Linked DNA regions of Zea mays: regions 1, 2 and 4 are each linked to region 3. The links are chromatin contacts, called in public Hi-C maps. All regions are on one chromosome and are shown on one strand. The core of a region is the stretch at or near the end of the contact, and the rest is flanking DNA. Distances in the headings are between cores, read along the strand shown. Region 1 has its middle 7.7 kb from the start of LOC109944812. Region 2 holds the start of LOC111591128. Region 3 has its middle 99 kb from the start of LOC103650072. Region 4 has its middle 53 kb from the start of LOC109944812.

Region 1 (2,702 bases), core at 197-2,696, 150 kb before region 3:
AACTCCAACAAAGGTCTCCTTCTTGGAGTTGCTCTAATAGAACTAGTGCTTAGCAGTCCTTCGGTTAATAATTAACAAATTTATTTCATCTTATAGATTATATAATCTAGATTATAATTAGAGTTATCTAATCCAGATTATAATTTATCGAAATAATATTCTATACATAGCTGTTTGGTTGCCTATGCCCTTGTTGCGTGTGATTTGGGAGGAGAAAAGAAGAATGTCAATTGGTGTAATTTTAACACCATAATTATGGGTAGTGGGTTTTTTTTGCCTAAAAATAATCTCAAATAATGTCCTCTTGAGAAGATTATGAGGCTATCATAATCCGGGGTATAGATTATATAATCTAGACATATAATTTGGTTGTTTGTTTACTAGCCACATTATTTATGTTGGGTTATTAATCTAGACAGATTATAATTCGGAACAAACGGGGTAACAATCATATCACTAATATTAATTTTAACTGTTAATTTTTAGTGGATGCAAACATATCCAAAATACTTGGTCAATTATCACGGCAGGCATGGGACCGGAGTAGCGGACAATGCAAGCTTAAAAAGCAGCTAAGGCCATGTGCTAGCTAGAGAGCGACGTCCATGCATTATTGATGATGGATCAACCTACACTACACACGGCTGGCCTGTATTCTGTGTACCAAACGAGAATCAGTGGATCGTCGATGAGTCATGAGTGCACGATCCCTCTCTCTCGTCACGTTGGTTCAATTAAGCAGCTACCAGCAGTCAACTGACTGCACACTCTAGTCCAAACACGGCCAGCCTTTTGTTCGTGCAAGGAAAGCGATCGACGACGGTGATCGGCCGGGGAACGAAGGTACGTGCAGGATATATGGCCCGGTAGTGCATGTGTCATGTGTGTGTGCCGAGATCGTGTGTGCATGTGTGGGTCCGGTCCGGTGGTTGCAAGGACATCGGTCGGTTGGTGCTGCACTGCACGCACGCGTCCCACGAGGACGAGGCCTGCACCTGCACGGTATGTTCGGTATTGAAGGCCTCCCCAGCCAAAACTCGGACCCGACCTGCAGGGAACGATGTGCACACACAGACACAGGACAGGACAACAGGACCCCAGTCCCCAGCAGAGTTGAAGCCAAATTCCGTGACAGGGTTCGGCGCCGTCCGATGCGCCGGTACATACGTCGACTTTTGAATATAACTTGCGAAACAATAATATCGGAAAGTGATCGATTATAATGGGCCGGGAGGAGGCTGGAGCGCCTGGCGGCCGGCGGGGTTCGTTCCAGCAATGCATAAACAGAATCGTCGATGTATCATGATGCAATGTGTGTGTGGCACGCGCGGCTGTCATTTTCACGTGAAACGTATAGTAACAATAATAATATATGATAACAATAATGGTCTGATGCTCCAGAGACAATAGTACGTGTTTAAATGCGTATGTCCCCACGCGGGCATGCACGTGCCCCCCGCTACCTGCAAATCAACGGCTACATGCCAATTGCCAGTCCAGACCAGACTTGGTGACTCCATCAACTTCCTCTATATTCATCCTCTATATCTAAGTTTTACAACCTCCTCTAAAAGATTCTCTCCTTTATATCTTCTTCCTCTCTAACAACATTCACTATATCTTGTACTTTATACATAAATACCTATAAGAGAGACATATTTTATTTTTACTTTTTATACATACGTATTTGTATAATACTCTCAAATGTTTTGTACGTATTTTAGTTTTGTTAAATCTATTGTTTAAAGTATTAAATGGATAGAGTAGAGGAGAGAGAAACTCCATATATAGAGAATCTACCAGCGTTCTCTAAATTTAAAGGACCTGTCGGTACCCTAGATTAGGGCAACCCCTTGCTACGGTATGAAGACACGATGTCTGTGCGGCTACCCTTAGCCGCGCGGAGAACAGCTCCAGGAGTATCTCGTGAGCGGTTGAGGTGGCATTATCGGAGACAACGCCATCGGGCCCAGAGGACACAGGACCCCTGTACGCACAACCCGGACCCCCGAAGTAAAGCAGCCCAGAGCCGTTGGATAGGGTTCGTACCCTACCAAGTGAGCTCCGGACCACCCATGACAAGGTCCCAGGAAAGGAAGTGTCGTGACCTAGGCATGGGTCCGGTATTGACGCGTGTCCAGACTCTATCCGGAGCACCTCCGCTCCCCACTCGGTCGAGGGTCTAATGCTGCCACATGGCTTATTGTCTGTGACGTAGGCCAGCGAGCGAAGCATGACGTAAGGGCTCTGGGCCGCGCGGCCCTCGCATTTATTGCGGAGAGGACACGCCGCCTGTCACCCTTCTGACAGGCGATGTGCCCCCACGGCATTTATTGCGTCCTATCCATTCCACTGGCAGGCGGCGCCAGGGCCACCCTGCAGACGGCGCACATGTCCAGTCCGTTGCCGGAACAGTGTGCCCGTGCTGCGCGGTGCACTGTACTCATCCCTTATACGAGAAGCTTCCCCCTGCACGCCGAGGCTATACAGATCTTGGGTGTCAGGGCGCAAGAAGATCGCTCCAGCAGCAAGTATTAGTAGCTACATCCGCCGTGTTCCTGGGCCCACATGTCGGGGCTCAATACTCTTGTACATGTCCCCCTTTAGCTATAAAAGGGGAGGCATGCGACGTTACAACACAAGCTCAATCTTTAGGCTTAGACCCAAGTCATCCAAGACAACTCAAGCTCTCAAGCAATATA
Region 2 (2,700 bases), core at 196-2,695, 140 kb after region 3:
TAAAAGGGAAGGTTATTTGTTTGTTTTAAACGTTACTAATTGCTACGAAGTACCATAATTTGTATAGAGCGCATCCAATTTTTATTGATGCCCGACTTTAGCAACCACTCAATATTTTAATCTATCTTTTTTATAAGTTTGAGTTCATGTGACTTAGAAACTTGAGCTCACAAATTTCATCTTATTTGGTCTATATATGGTGAAATTATGCCATTCTATATTTTCTGTTCGTTCAGTCAGTCGTTGTGAACTCTTTTCTAATCGCTCTCTTCATTAGCCGTGTTGTACCGAGACATATTAGATGGAGACATGGAGTAAACAACAATATCAGTTAGTCAAATAAAAAAAATATTATGCGAAGAGTGAAGACAATCAATAAAAAAATTTAAGATCTGTTTGGTGGATAGTTTACGGACAGTACGGGCAACCGACTAGTATGTATATCTGTGTCAAGAGTTTATAGCCACTCGGCCAAGCAATCTCGCTATTTCTCTCTGACTGCCTAGCGGAACTGGTGAATTTGATTCGCGTTATCAGCAATGAACATAGAGCTAGCTAAGAGGATCAAACTGAGGGGAGCGTTCATTGACCTGGCTGCTACGCGGAGGCCTGGTGGACGTAGCAGCAGCAAGGCCGCGTGGATTTGTCCCATTTGTTTTGTTTAATAGTAATATAATCGTGGACAGAGCAGAGGCTTTTGCGTGTGCGTTTACCAGTTGCCCATCCGGGTTACATCTCACGGAATCTGAGGCTGAGGCGACGGAGCGCAAGCAAGCAAGCAAGCGAAAGGGCAGGGCTGCCTGCCACACAAGAGACAAGGGAAGAGGAGAAGGGTAGACGAGTAGACGACTGTGATGAGGCTAGAAGAAGAGCAGGCAGGAGCTATAAGTACCCCGCCCCCTTCCACCCTCTCCTTCCACCTCCCTCCCTTGCTGCCTCATCCATTCCAGAGCTGCGAAGACAGACAGACAGAGAGAAAGAGGGATCGACGGAGCAAGGCGGGGCCGTGTCCGGTCACACACGAGCGAGCCCTCTCGGCCGCGCGTTTGTGAATGGTGAACGGCGAGCGGCGGGCGGACGCGGAGTGCACGCGGGCGTCGCTGCTGGGGAGGTATGAGATCGGGCGGACCCTCGGCGAGGGCAACTTCGGCAAGGTGAAGTACGCGCGCCACATCGCCAGCGGCGGCCACTTCGCCATCAAGATCCTCGACCGCAGCAAGATCCTCTCCCTCCGCATCGACGACCAGGTTGGGCATGCCACACACGTGTTTCGCCGCCGCGCGCTAGCCGTTTCAGATTCCAGTCCGGTCCGGTCCGCCGAGCATGCTGACGGCGGCTTCTTCGTCCATTTCGCTTTGCGCTGGCGCTGTTTGCAGATCAGGAGGGAGATCGGGACGCTCAAGCTGCTCAAGCACCCGAATGTCGTCCGCTTGCACGAGGTGCGTGGCACACCGAACTTGCTTCAAACCTCCCCTTTCGTATCGTTCCTTCATTTCTTCTTGGATTGGATCCTTCTCCTCCTCGCTCCTTCCAGCTCCAGCTGGACCAATTCCCCTTGTCTGCTGGACTGGTAAGATAGGATCCGATCCCGTATACTTCCATTCCATGACGCTAGAAAATGAACTTGCTGTGCTCCGTAAGGGATTATTAGGCTAGCTGTCCAGTTGTACTGTCCTGCAAGTAACGGACCATCTGGCTTTTACTTGGAACCAAAGGATTAGCGGTTTTTGCTTGCGCGGCCGGGATGAGACTCTTTCGTCACACACACACACAAACACAAAACAAAGGATCTCTTTTCTCTCTGCTAGCTCTCGTCGCTTGCTTCTCAACGCTGTTCACGCGGAAAACACCGGCGGGAGCTTTGGCTGACGTCCGGTCCTTCGATCCACGCCGCACGGCATCTCCGCCGGAGTTTTTACTCCGGCCGCTACCGGAATATGAGCCCCTGTCCTGGGCATAAAGCGGTTTCGCCTCGCCACGCCACATGCACCTGCAAGTAGAGAGAGAGGCCTGTCGAGACTCGAGAGTCTATAGTTCACGGGCTCTTCGCCTCTCGGGGTTCCAAAGCCAAAGGGGGAAAAAAAAAGGAAGGAAGAAGGCTCACGGGCTCCTGGAATTACGCTCAGGAAAAAAAATCGCGAGAAAACGATACGATTTTTCGCCAGGTTTTTTGTGAAATTGCTTGTAGTAATAATAACAAGGAAAAAAAAGTCATGTCCTTTGATTCTGTGACGAAAACCACATGCATTCCAAGCGAGACATCTCAGGCCACAGTTTCACACAGTCGCAGTGTGCCGGATACGAAAGCGATCCCATCCGGAGCGTCAGGTCCGTGACCGTCTCGTCTCCACTTGTACAAATGAAACCGACCACCGGCCGGGACGGTTCCCGTTTCGGCACAGTAGAGCAACACGGCACACGAAGGGGGCGGGCCCACCGCGCGCGGTACGCATGCCTCTTGGGCTACCCGTCGAGCCATGTGGCCGGCTTCCTGGTGGCCCCGCCACGTCGGCCTCACACGGTCCCGGTACATCTGGCCAGGCAGGTACTGCTGGAGTATTATGCATGCATCGTCGTGAGCTGGGTGCACCAAGTCACCCCACACCGCGTGGGCCTGCCCGCGACGCAACACTTGTCGCACGGGCCCCGCACACGTGTTCCGCGGGGCCCCCTTGGCTGCTCCTCTATCCTCCCCCCCGG
Region 3 (2,700 bases), core at 143-2,642:
CTTCACGTTTCAGAAATGTGTTGAGGGGATTGGTATGAGAAGACTTATGTGCTTGCAAGGATCAAGGGGAGTAATTCTCCGTGAAATTGAACATGTTTTGAACCATCATATTACACTATTTTCTTTGTATGAGTTTTGCCTTGCTGAAGTTTTCTCATCCAAAGTTTTTAATGAGCTAATATCAACTAAGCTATATGCTTCATCATTGAATTTTTCCCCACAGGAGTTTTTATGCATGATGATTACAAGCATATTTTCTTTTGGAGTTCGAGTGAGATTATTCTCATTATCCAAAAGACATTGTGTACTCCTTATTTTTCCCACAGGGTTTTTGAGGAGATGATATATTGGAAGACGGCTTGCAGATGATCAAATGGATTTGGGTTGATTAAGTGGGAGTGTTACAAAATATTGTACTGTGATCAAGTCCATCCACCCATCCATTGTGACAGTTATTATCCAAGGGTCACACTCCTTGGGAATCCTATATACATATGTATATAAGCACTACTCTCTCTGCAATAAACAACAGTTTTGTCATTTATCTCTCTTCCTCTACTCTCTTTACCACTGAGCACTGCAAAACTTTAACAAAAACAAGCTGTACATATGCATGCGTGGAGAGAGGAGCACAGCACAGTAGCAAGCATGCATGCATGTGAGACATGCGTCGATTCTGCACTTCTGTCGATGTCATTGAGAGGTATACTGTAGCTAGCTAGCGTGAATCACGATTCACAAACGAGTGAAACGAGGGAGAGAGCGGTGATGCAAGTATATGACATCAGTTGGACGACGTACACGTCCGGCGACGACGGTCACACACAACAATGAAACGCGCATATACATTTGCCATGACCGTGTCCGTGAGCGAAACGAGACGTGCATGCATGCAAGCAAGGTGTGCAGTTGCGCGCGCCTACGCCGCTACCAAAACCTATCCTTTGATTTGTCGAGAAGTTTGAGCCTCGCGTCGCTCGCGTCTGTCAGCTGGTCTGCAGGGGATAAACCTGATGATCGATATGCGTGCCCGCGAACGCGACGCAGGACGCCAGTTGTGATTCTCTGTTATTACTACTGATTTCCTGTGGACCGGGGGCGCCGCCATATCCATCGATATATCTCGGCGGGTCCCTATCGCCGGCCGGCGAGAAGCTTCTCCTGTCCATAAATGTATGCAGCCGAAGCAAGATCTTTTGCGGCTCGCCAAGGGACAGGAGCACAGGACAAGGCCACGACTCACGAGATCCGTTCCACCCGCACACGGTCGCACACGCACGGACACGGCCGGCGCCGTCGTCTCACCCAGCGCGCGGCCAGGGCCAAGACAGATGGATGGGCCTTTGGCCGCTCGCGCGCCCGGGGCCACCGTCGTCCGGTGCCGCGCGTCGTCTCCCCGTGCTGCGCTGTTGCACCGTCCCGTCCCCGTCGTCCGGTGCCGCGCGCGCGGTCTCCGTCTGCCATGCACCGGCTGGCAGCCCGGCACCGAACACGCGCGCGGCCAGGAGCGAGAGAGCCGAGCGAAGCGAGCGTCCCCATGCACGTGTCCCTCGCGGCAGGGACGGTATCAGCCGGACGCTTGTGTGGACCCTGCGGCTTTTGGATATTTGTGGCCACCAGCAGCAGCAACATCAGATCTCGCGCGCGGCCTTCGCTGCGGGAGGATGGAGTGCAGTGAGTAATTTCTTCATTCGTGGCGGTGGTTAGTCGCGGTCGCCACGTCGGCGTCGCGGAGCTGGAGGTCGGGGAGGGACCCCGACCCCGACCCGGACCCGGACCCGGCCTTTCCCTGTGCCCAGCCCGTCCACGTACATGATGTCACAAGCACGCCCACACGGTACTGCACCGTATTATTGGTCGGGTTCAGGCTCGCTCGCCCGCTGGCTGACGCTGATCACTGGTCAGGCAGGAGGGAGGGGACGAGGGAGGAGGGTGTGGGTGGCTTCTGGGGGCGGTGCGGCCCGGGGGAGGGAACGGAGACCGCCAATGATTGGAGCCGACCATGGTTACGAGCAAGAAACAGGCGGAGAGGCAAGCCGTCATGTACATGAAGGTGTAGGCCCGCCTGACTGATTCCATGCCGCCGCTACCTGCCATCCTTGCCATGTCCCTGCCGAGCGCGCTTGCCATCCTTGCGTGAATGGACAGACACCCCCGGCCGGGTTATACATCCTGTCGTGGTCCACTGGTCCTGGCCCGCCACGGCGACATGCATGCGAATAGCAGCGGCCGTTTTTTACGTCGCAACTCTCGTCAGTTTCTCCGTGCCGAGGGCCGCCCGCCCGCCCTGCAATGGCATCCCTATCTCGTTTTCCGAGATATGTTTGAAGAGCAAGCAGGATTATTATGAGCTGCAAACGTGGTGGGATCCGCCTAAAGCAACCATCAAGCATGAGTAGGAAGACTCATGAGGCAGCTCTACATATACGTCATTATTTGTCGTTCCATGTAATATCCATCTATATCGTTGGGTTAATATTAGAATGTGGTAGTTTTCTAGAAAAAGTTTTAAGTACGTATGTGTTTCTTGAAACGCTAGTAGTAGTTTAGTTTTAAAATTCTTAGCTGGGTGACGGTTGTGTTTGAAAAAAAGAAGAACAAACACAATAGGAATCCTCAAGATCCCCGTCGGCTAAATTAATTCTCGTCGGTTTATTCCACAACCAGCGGTGATTAAATTAGGAATAAAATTCTATGCAC
Region 4 (2,700 bases), core at 27-2,526, 210 kb before region 3:
GCATACCAGCACTGCAATTGCAGGTTCTTCTCCAACGAACAAGCAGATCCAATGTAATTAGAAGGACATGCCATTCGATTGTGTAGAGGAATCGAAGCCTGTTATGTACGACAGTTCGGCTAGGCCGGAGACCTACCGGATTGACGGAGAGTTGATACAGATCCAATCCCGCAGCAACGTCGAGGTAGAGCGTGCTGATAACGTGTTGAGAACTACGTTACCACAGATCACCAGATCCGCTCCCTTCCCTCCCGTCAGCAGTAGAGGCGCGAGAAGCTGTAGAGAACCCGTCCCCCTTTTCAGAAGCACGACAGAGTAACACACGAGACACATGATATAGGGTTGGGCCTCTGTCCTCTTTCTCTTCTCTGTATTATTAGGGGGGTACAGGTTCCTTATATAAAGATGTGAGACCCCTAGAGGGCAAAACAGTTATTTGCCCACATAACCCTAACTAGGGTTACTTAACACATACATGCCAGCCGCATGCAGGCACGCCGGTACATGAAATGCTATTTTGGTTTGTTTTTTCATTAATAACTATTAATTAAGAGATTTAATCACCAAACTAATTTTATATTTATGTTTTTAAATTTATACTATATAATATTTGAAAATTTATTTATGGACTCTTGTCTAATACACTCAGTACAAGCAATCAAATAAAGTCTATAATTAGTCTGCATGAGTTCATGTAAATTAACAACCAAACAAGTGTGTCTTGTATAAGTTTAACTCGGTGTTGTTTATCCTGGCTCGGCTCAGGCTAGCCTAGTACATCAACCAATCAGACCGTATAGTCCATCCAGCATCGATTATTTTGTATAGAGAAGAAATGGGTGGGGGGTGTTTGTGTGTTCGGGCTGATTGGTTATCTGGACGAGCGCACCCACGCTCGCCCGATCTAGACTGACCGAAAACGAGTATTTTTGGCGTATGAGTGGATACAACCAAAAGACCTCAAAATAATTTATTTTGCATCCACTCATGCAGCTCATGTTCAAGATATACAGACAATCAAATAAATGTTTAGATAAAGTCAATATACCCTGAATCGAATTTGGAGAAGAGGATCCGGAGTATGCCAGGCCATGCCAGCCTCGGCAATTGTCCTTTTAACGCACGCGCATGCGCTCACTTGTTACAAAGCCATTCTGGGCCGGACGTGCGCACGCTGGGCCGACAGACGCTGAGAGACTTCCTGGTGTCGGAGCGTGTAGACGCTATAGTTGGGACGAGGCTCGATGGAGTGGACGGAAAGCACGGCATCTGCCCAAGAATGAATACGGCCCGCTGGAGACACATACACAGATACACTTGGGCCCTGTCTGTCGGCCTCGGCTCTGCGGCCAGTCTCTTTCCCGGCCCATTTTACGGCCCAAAATTTACGTAGTAACCCACAGTTCCATCGAAAAAGATAATTCACGCCACTTCCTCCCTCCTACACGGAGCAAGATGGTTCACAGAAAAGCAAATTCTGCTACAAATAATTAACCGAGAAAAAGAATCACAATCTACGTTTTACCAAGGTGAATCCTTCCTTCATAATGCATATAATGTTTGTTCACAAGGACACGTGGACCACCACCAGTACTATTCAAATTAAATAGCGGGGGAAAGGGGGTTTGGGAGGCCGCCAATAGATTTCGTGTGTTCGAGTTTTTTTTTCTTTCTTTTTTTTTACTCAAATTTATGTAGTTTGTTCGAGATGCTCTAAGATAATCAATTATGTCAGCATGATTAAAAAAACAAAAGAGCTTTTGTCGAATAGTCACAGAAAAGAAATTACATAGACGTGACACTCAAACAAAAAAACCAATGAAATCTTTCGAAGACACGTGCATGTGTTGGCTATGCATAGCCTATTTGTAAAGTCTCCCATCCATATCTTTGTTACACTCCACTAGTCTATCAACAGGCATTGTGAGTAGCCTCTTCCGTGTGACTAGCCATATCGGTAATAAAGAGTTGATATTGAAAGTCAGTACAGCTAGCGTGCTCAAAAAATGTCTTATCAGACATCATTTTATATTTACTAGGATATCAGCCGACCTGCAATAAATTGAAGATAATGCTATTGTTTACTCTTGATAGATACGGCTTTGCAAAGCTATAAATATACGGTAACAACAGTAAGGTCTATAAGCATATATATGCATCGATATATATAGATACACTACCGAAAACAACTTTGCCGAGTGTCTAAAGCCTAAAAAACACTCAGCGAAAACTTTGCCGAGTGTGAAGCTCAGCGAACTATACATCGGCAACGACTTCTTTACCGGGTACTTTTTATCGGACACTCGGCAAAGTCACTCTGTACTCGGCAAAGAAAAGTCGCTGTGACGGCGACCGATAACGGCAACAAAACCTTTGCCGAGCGTACACTATACTGACACTCGGCAAAGAGTATCCCTTTGCCGAGCGTATTAGGTAACACTCAGCAAAGAGTTTTCCTCTTTGCCGAGTGTCCGCCGGACTAGCACTCGATAATGAGATCGCCACCAGGCCCCTTTGTCAGTTCCTTTGCCGAGAGCATTAGAAGGAACTCGGCAAAAGTTGCTTCTTTGCTGAGTGTTGTGGTCTTCGCACTCGGCAAAGATGTTGTACCGGTGCCCAGGTATGCCTTCTTTGACGAGTGCTATGACCCAGACACTCGGCAAAGTACCTCTTTGTCGAGTGTTACACTCAGCAAAGCGA

Evidence for each region. A called contact is a pair of places that touch in the nucleus more often than the background predicts.
Region 1: a contact with region 3 is called in a Hi-C map of bundle sheath, with 4 times the contacts expected there. The contact joins two enhancer-like sites. A contact is called at or near these places in 5 of 25 Hi-C or Micro-C datasets (bundle sheath, ear, endosperm and 1 more).
Region 2: a Hi-C map of leaf shows a contact between it and region 3, with 7 times the contacts expected there. The contact joins the promoter of LOC111591128 here to the enhancer-like site in region 3. A contact is called at or near these places in 9 of 25 Hi-C or Micro-C datasets (bundle sheath, ear, endosperm and 4 more) and 2 of 3 datasets of contacts at active chromatin or transcription factors (leaf and seedling).
Region 4: a Hi-C map of endosperm shows a contact between it and region 3, with 2.0 times the contacts expected there. The contact joins two enhancer-like sites. A contact is called at or near these places in 2 of 25 Hi-C or Micro-C datasets (ear and endosperm).

Annotation. Positions count from the first base shown.
Region 1 is chr3:50,793,530-50,796,231 of Zm-B73-REFERENCE-NAM-5.0, forward strand. No RefSeq gene overlaps it. Among protein-coding and RNA genes, the nearest start is that of LOC109944812, 7.7 kb to the left of the region's middle. Within about 2 kb of position 1,447, at least 19 of the 20 cell types and tissues checked have an H3K27ac peak or open chromatin away from gene starts, as enhancers often do. A contact at or near this core is called in bundle sheath, ear, endosperm and 1 more, where this site is marked.
Region 2 is chr3:51,082,147-51,084,846 of Zm-B73-REFERENCE-NAM-5.0, forward strand. LOC111591128 reads left to right here and starts at 1,446. Exons shown (of 1, transcript XM_023301969.1): 1 at 1,446-2,700. The coding sequence starts at 2,243. It overlaps LOC100037796 (protein kinase-like), which reads left to right and starts at 536. Exons shown (of 13, transcript NM_001112497.2): 1 at 536-1,247; 2 at 1,377-1,439. The coding sequence starts at 1,053.
Region 3 is chr3:50,942,974-50,945,673 of Zm-B73-REFERENCE-NAM-5.0, forward strand. No RefSeq gene overlaps it. Among protein-coding and RNA genes, the nearest start is that of LOC103650072, 99 kb to the right of the region's middle. Within about 2 kb of position 1,393, at least 19 of the 20 cell types and tissues checked have an H3K27ac peak or open chromatin away from gene starts, as enhancers often do. A contact at or near this core is called in bundle sheath, ear, endosperm and 4 more, where this site is marked.
Region 4 is chr3:50,732,480-50,735,179 of Zm-B73-REFERENCE-NAM-5.0, forward strand. No RefSeq gene overlaps it. Among protein-coding and RNA genes, the nearest start is that of LOC109944812, 53 kb to the right of the region's middle. Within about 2 kb of position 1,277, at least 17 of the 20 cell types and tissues checked have an H3K27ac peak or open chromatin away from gene starts, as enhancers often do. A contact at or near this core is called in ear and endosperm, where this site is marked.